2 separate regions of the Mus musculus genome follow, and region 1 is linked to region 2. The links are chromatin contacts, called in public Hi-C maps. All regions are on one chromosome and are shown on one strand. The core of a region is the stretch at or near the end of the contact, and the rest is flanking DNA. Distances in the headings are between cores, read along the strand shown.

Evidence for each region. A called contact is a pair of places that touch in the nucleus more often than the background predicts.
Region 1: a Hi-C map of cerebellar granule neurons shows a contact between it and region 2, with 2.8 times the contacts expected there. The contact joins the enhancer-like site here to the promoter of Cntnap4 in region 2. A contact is called at or near these places in 1 of 39 promoter capture datasets (cranial neural crest), 4 of 484 Hi-C or Micro-C datasets (brain, cerebellar granule neurons and cerebellum) and 3 of 9 other capture datasets (adipose tissue, embryonic stem cells and liver).

Annotation. Positions count from the first base shown.
Region 1 is chr8:112,651,273-112,654,192 of GRCm38.p6, forward strand. The region is part of intron 2 of Cntnap4 (contactin associated protein-like 4); the gene reads left to right. Among named protein-coding and RNA genes, the nearest start is that of Cntnap4, 83 kb to the left of the region's middle. Within about 2 kb of position 1,534, at least 3 of the 459 cell types and tissues checked have an H3K27ac peak or open chromatin away from gene starts, as enhancers often do. A contact at or near this core is called in cerebellar granule neurons and cerebellum, where this site is marked.
Region 2 is chr8:112,568,784-112,571,762 of GRCm38.p6, forward strand. It overlaps Cntnap4 (contactin associated protein-like 4), which reads left to right and starts at 1,260. Exons shown (of 24, transcript NM_130457.2): 1 at 1,260-1,442. The coding sequence starts at 1,352. It overlaps Gm26994 (predicted gene, 26994), which reads right to left and starts at 792. Exons shown (of 6, transcript NR_132433.1): 1 at 680-792.

The DNA.
Region 1 (2,920 bases), core at 284-2,783, 83 kb after region 2:
GCGGGTGTCAGGCGACTCAGCTGGCAAGGTAGCCCGGGGCTCAAGTCGAGCGGAAGGGACTTGTGCCCCAGATCAGGCCCGGGTAGCCTGCTTCCCTATGTACCACAGTCTCAGGTTCCGCCCGGTTGGATTGGGGCAGGCGCTGTGTTCCACTCACCAGAGGTCTTAGGATCCCGTGGGGAGTCCCGTGTGGGCCCTTGCGGGTGTTGGGCAAGACTCTGCTGGCAAGGTAGCCCAGGGGTCGAGTCTCGAGTCGAGTGGAAGGGACTTGTGCCCCAGATCAGGCCCGGGTAGCCTGCTTCCCTATGTACCGCAGTCTCAGGTTCCGCCCGGTTGGATTGGGGCAGGCGCTGTGTTCCACTCACCAGAGGTCTTAGGGTCCCGTGGGGAGTCCCGTGTGGGCCCTTGCGGGTGTTGGGCCAGACTCTGCTGGCAAGGTAGCCCGGGGCTCGAGTCTCAAGTCGAGCGGAAGGGACTTGTGCCCCAGATCAGGCCTGGGTAGCCTGCTTCCCTATGTACCACAGTCTCAGGTTCCGCGCGATTGGATTGGGACAGGCGCTGTGTTCCACTCACCAGAGGTCTTAGGGTCCCGTGGGGAGTCCCGTGTGGGCCCTTGCGGGTGTTGGGCAAGACTCTGCTGGCAAGGTAGCCCGGGGCTCGAGTCTCAAGTCCTAGCTATATCATTTTAAAGTAGGGTTCTATTTCTAATTCTGTCCAGACTCCTTACTGTATGTTGTCCCACATCACATTGTCTCCAAATCACTAGCCTCTACTGGCTGATAGCTTCTTTGGAATGTGTGAGTCCTTTCCAAGTGAAATCCCAGACATATCAGCTTTATAATATCTCTTCTCCTCCTTCCAAAGTGGTAGTTGGTTGATGAAATACATCCATGGTGCCTTGGTGTGGTTGTGTGCCATAACTTTGTTGTGGTATCAGAGGTGATTGAGGCTTGCCAGTGGGTGCTTACACTTTGTGCCTTCTGTGTCTACTGAGAATGGTAGAGTTGATTTCCCAACACTGGATATTTGTTGCTGTGCAACTGCCTGTATAGTAGCTTATTTACATCTTTGTTCTCTTGGCAAGGGCCAACATTACTTTGTGCTGAGGGATCTGTATGACACCTTTATGCTACTATGCAGATTCCTTTTTGCTAACTGATAGCACAGGGCTACAGGGGTGACCATTGAGCATTGGCCACTATGATGAAGAATGGCAATCTAGCTCTGAGACAGGCGCTCATCCACAACAATGCACTTTTCTTCTCTTAGACTCTAACTGTAGAATGGTTAAGGTGCTGGAGATTATAACCCACTGGATAGAAGAAAAACAATAACAACAACAAAAAATATTACATCAAAGAAGCCAAGACAGAAAAATGATCTTCTCTCAAAGAAAAAAAAAGAATTTCTGGATTGAGGTAGACAGCCAAAGAGGACTTTATTGAATAACGTTGCAGCAGAGGTCAAGGATACTTCAATAGAGGAGAGAGACTAAACTCAGTTCCTTTGCAACAAGCCCTCGGAGGCACTGGACTGACCTAGTGGAAATGTACCAGAGTACATTGGTGGGGGTTGGTGGATGCAGGCCAATGTGATTAGACCATCTGTTTGCTAATCGGAGCCTGAGGAAGTTGGGCTCCGAATCTCCCACAGAGCCTGGAAGACAGGGACCTTGTCTTCATTGCTTGATTTTCAAAAGGTGTCTCTTAGGTCCTTGAGAATGACAGACCCAGAGTATAAAAAAAGGCAAGAGGCTATATGACAATTTGAGTCTCAAGAGATAGTGAAAGAACTTATAGTTACACGCTTTTAGGAAGTAAAGGCTCTAGAGTCCAAGGCAAAGGATATAAAAAACTGGTATCAGGAAAAAAGGTATTCTGCCTAACTGAATCCAGTCTGAAGGGTAGGCAATGATGCTGCTTTGGCTGGATACAACACTAGTCATTGGTCTTGATATCTGTGCAATAGCCGTGTCCATAGCAAGATGATACAAAGGAAAAGATTCTGGAATTTCAAAATGTATACCTAAGAGTAGATTTATCAAATTCACAAGCCCATATAAATATATCTTAAAACATAGTACTTCACTAGCATTGGGAGACTATTGACTCATTTAATCAATCAAACACCTGTGACTGGATTTTCACCTTCTGTGTCCCAATGTCTACCACCCCACACCCATGCTGCTTTTCCAACTGTTGTGTGAAGGCGATGTCTGTTCATTGTAGGATAGAGACTTTAGTTTCATAATCCAGAAGGTGGAGTAAGGGCATTTGGCTTATGGCAGCTTATCATCTCAGGCTGGCTGGAAAAGAAAAAAAAAATGTTATTTAAATCTCTGAGCTAGTGTACTATCTCTGGTCCATGATGTTATTTACCAAAATGACCTGCCTCAATATAATGGATCTAAATGGGAACTTTTAGACAAGTATTATAATGGGCTTAGAAAGTAAAGCATGGCAGGTCCTGTTCATCATCTGACTTTCTAGACACCATGTACTCAAAACCATTTTTCCCCAAACAGCTAATGTAAATAAACCAAAATTCAATGTGGTAAAAATAAAAACAGATTAAGGCACAGTATAAGGGTTTTCTGTAGCTTTATTAGGCCTCTGGAGGAAATTTGGCTGTCCTAAAATGGGAAAAAAAATCAAATATATAAATCAAAATGCCTGAACAGAGAAAGGATATAAATATTTACTTTTCAGTCCTCTGAATTATTAAAGATTTTAGAAATGTTTGATCTGGCAAGACAAAAAGAAGGGCTGAAAGTCAGTCTGCCAATTCGCTGTGAGGCTAAATTGATAGACAACAAAGGACTCGGGCCTAGGAGAACTTAGTGACATATTATTAATTCAGGGCCCTGCTGGGGAGATGAAGGGAGAAAGCATCTCATTTCCATTGTATCCAGAATTCAAAA
Region 2 (2,979 bases), core at 10-2,509:
ACTGGAAGAATATTCTCTGTAGTTGTTGATTTTCTGAGTGTGTGTTGCACCCATTTGTATGTCTGTGAGTATGTATAAGTGTGTGCATATGTGTGTGAGTGTATGCATGTGTGTGCACATGTATATGTGCATGCATGTGTGCCTGTGAGTGTGTATAAGTGAGTATGTATTCCTGTCAGTGTGTGAATGTGTGCGCGTGAGTGTGTACCTGTGTGTGCACTCACGTGTGTGTGCACGCACACACATATGGGAGGGGGTTCCCTTTTTCAGTATTCCATAATTTTCCATTTTGGGCCCTCTGGGAATTACTATTAAGAAACATGATTATGGAATGCTGCCTATTTCCAGAAGGATGCTTTCATAAAACTCAGTCTACTCAGAGAACTCTTCATGGGTGGATTTGTATTCCTGAAGCACCAACTAAAATAAGAAATGTTAATTTCTCGCAGACTATTATCAGATGATTTTTAAATATCTGCCAAGCAGGAATGTCTGTTCCCATGTGAGGAATTTCCGTAATAAAATCCTGGCACCGGAGCACAAGGCAATAGTTTTATAGAAACAGAGAAAAACAGCACGCGTTTTCCCGGAGGACAGTTTTAGCTACAATTCACCAACGCTTGCTTCGTTATTTCTGTCTTATTTTATGCTTTTGTTTTGAAACATAATGCAGTTTTACCTGGATACACTCCCGGGCAATCAGGAAATAGCTCACTATGTTGGTTGGTACTGCCAAATACAAGACCTGCGGAAAATCAGAAGGCTTCCTTGCCTGGCTGCTTTCCTCACCCCAAAGGGTGGCAGGGCACAAAATGGGTTAAAGCTTATTGGAGAATAGAGGGGAGGGGAGGGAGCCCCGAGGAGGCCAGGAGCAGCGGGCAGCGGGCAGCGCCTCCAGGTCCAGCTTCCATCACCTGCAGCCGCTGCGGAGCTCAGAAAGCTGCTGGCTGCTGCTGTGCTTTTTGGAGGAGGAAGGATGCTGGGGCAAATTTCTAAGACCGGTGCGAGGAGTGGGCGTGGCCTCGGCAGCAGTGTGTAAGCTTGTTAGGACAGAAGCTGGTTGCTTTTCTGTGAGGAACCAGTACTGAGGGCAGGGGAGAAGGAGGGTGGGGAAGAAAGAGAGAGAGAAAGAGAGAGAGGAGAGGGAGAGAGAGAAGGAAGGAGGAGCAAGGGAGGAGGGAGGAGGGAGAGGAGGAGGAGAGAGCGCGCGCGTGAGAGGAGGGAGGGGGAGGAAAGAGATCCAGAGAGCTAGAGATACTGAAGACCCAGTCAGTGCTGGGTGAAGGACTGAGGAGAACCTGTCTCCAGCGCTCTGAGAGCCACTCGAGATATTTTGGGGAGCTCAAAAATTATGAATATGGGATCTGTCGCTGGAGCTGTTCTCAAGATGTTACTTCTGTTGTCTACTCAAAATTGGAACAGAGTGGAAGCTGGGAATTCATGTAAGTACACAGCAAATGATTTAAAACTTGCAGGGGGGCTCCGCGCAAAACTTTGATTCTGTTGTTTTCACGATTAATCTTTTCAACTGGAATCGCTGCGGGGCTAGGAAAAGCACTACAGGGAAATTGTGCAAATATGATCGGGTTCCTCTTGGTCTGGTCAAAATATGCAATATGTTATTTGGATTTTTTTTTTTTTACTAGCAGAATTTCACTCTCTTTGAATATTCATTGAGAAGACTCAACTTCTAGTAAAACATTAAATTAGCATCTTAATCGGGGGACCAGCCCGGGAACGTCTTCCATTGCGCCTGTCTTGAGGTCATTAAATTTCATTGGGATTATTTGTCTACCAGGAAAACAACCCGCAGACTTGATATTCTGCTGCATTAGCTGAGATTTCTGAAGTTTGCGATTTAGCAGTGGCTGGCTGCATCTCTGAAATGGTGCAGGCTAATAGCTGAGACATACTGCAGACTTCGCGGGCAGGGGCAGGCAGAACTGGTGGAGGCACAGCTCAGCACTGGAGAGCTGTGTCCTCAGGCAGAAGAGCACTCCTGGATGGGTACCCATCCCTACATCTCCCTTAAAGGGAAATGTGCAGGTGACTTCCCCCTCCCCCACCACCCGCTTAAGTAGTGTTCTCTAGTGGTTGAATTTTCAACTTCATGTATTTGTGATTGATTGTCTTAGTGCTGAGTTCATTGATTCGAGGAACATTTGTTATGGTCTCGTTGCTTAATTTAAATATCATCCAAAATACCCTGGCCCAACTCTTTCGTCAGCTTGCCATTGGAAATAGGAAAAGTTTTAAAAGTTTATATTTGGTTTAGATTCTTTAGATAGAAGAATTTCCTCTTTTTATGTATGATAAAAACAGCCAAGCAAACACACAACTTTCTATTTCTTTCTCTGCTTTACAAGAAAGGGTTATAAGTCCTGCTCAGGAATGGATGGGACCTGCCTTACTGACAGCTTTAGGTTTGAGAGACAAGACATTGGTAACTCTCTTTGCCATAGACCCTCTTTTGCCTTAACTGTAGAGTCCTCACGAGGGAAAGGCACAGGGAACTCACTGCCACGAGCTCGTGTCCACCCACTGATGATTTTTCAGGAGCTCATTTAATGTCAGAATTTACCTGCCACTCTGCAAAGGCAAAGGAGAGAACTTCACTCCTAGGCTGGACTGTGCTTCCCATTCAATTTCAAATCGAATGTGTGGGAATCCCATTAAATCAGTAAAATATGTATAGTTTCACCTAGCCAAAATCTTAGAGGGTCCTGTGGGTGATGGCCTTGACAAGCGCTGTAGCAAATAAACAAACAAGGATGATACACAGCAGACCTGAACCCACCTACCCGCTCAGTTGAAGTTCTGTGGCAAAGGTGTAATTCCTTCTGCAGCTGCAGGGGTTCATCAGAGAGGGAGCACTAGAGGTCACTGTTGCGATGCGAAGCACACAAGCTCTTCCCTTGAGTTGGGCAGAGCTTCATGCTGGCCTAACCCAGTTTGTCTTCCCTATGCCTTGCCTGCACA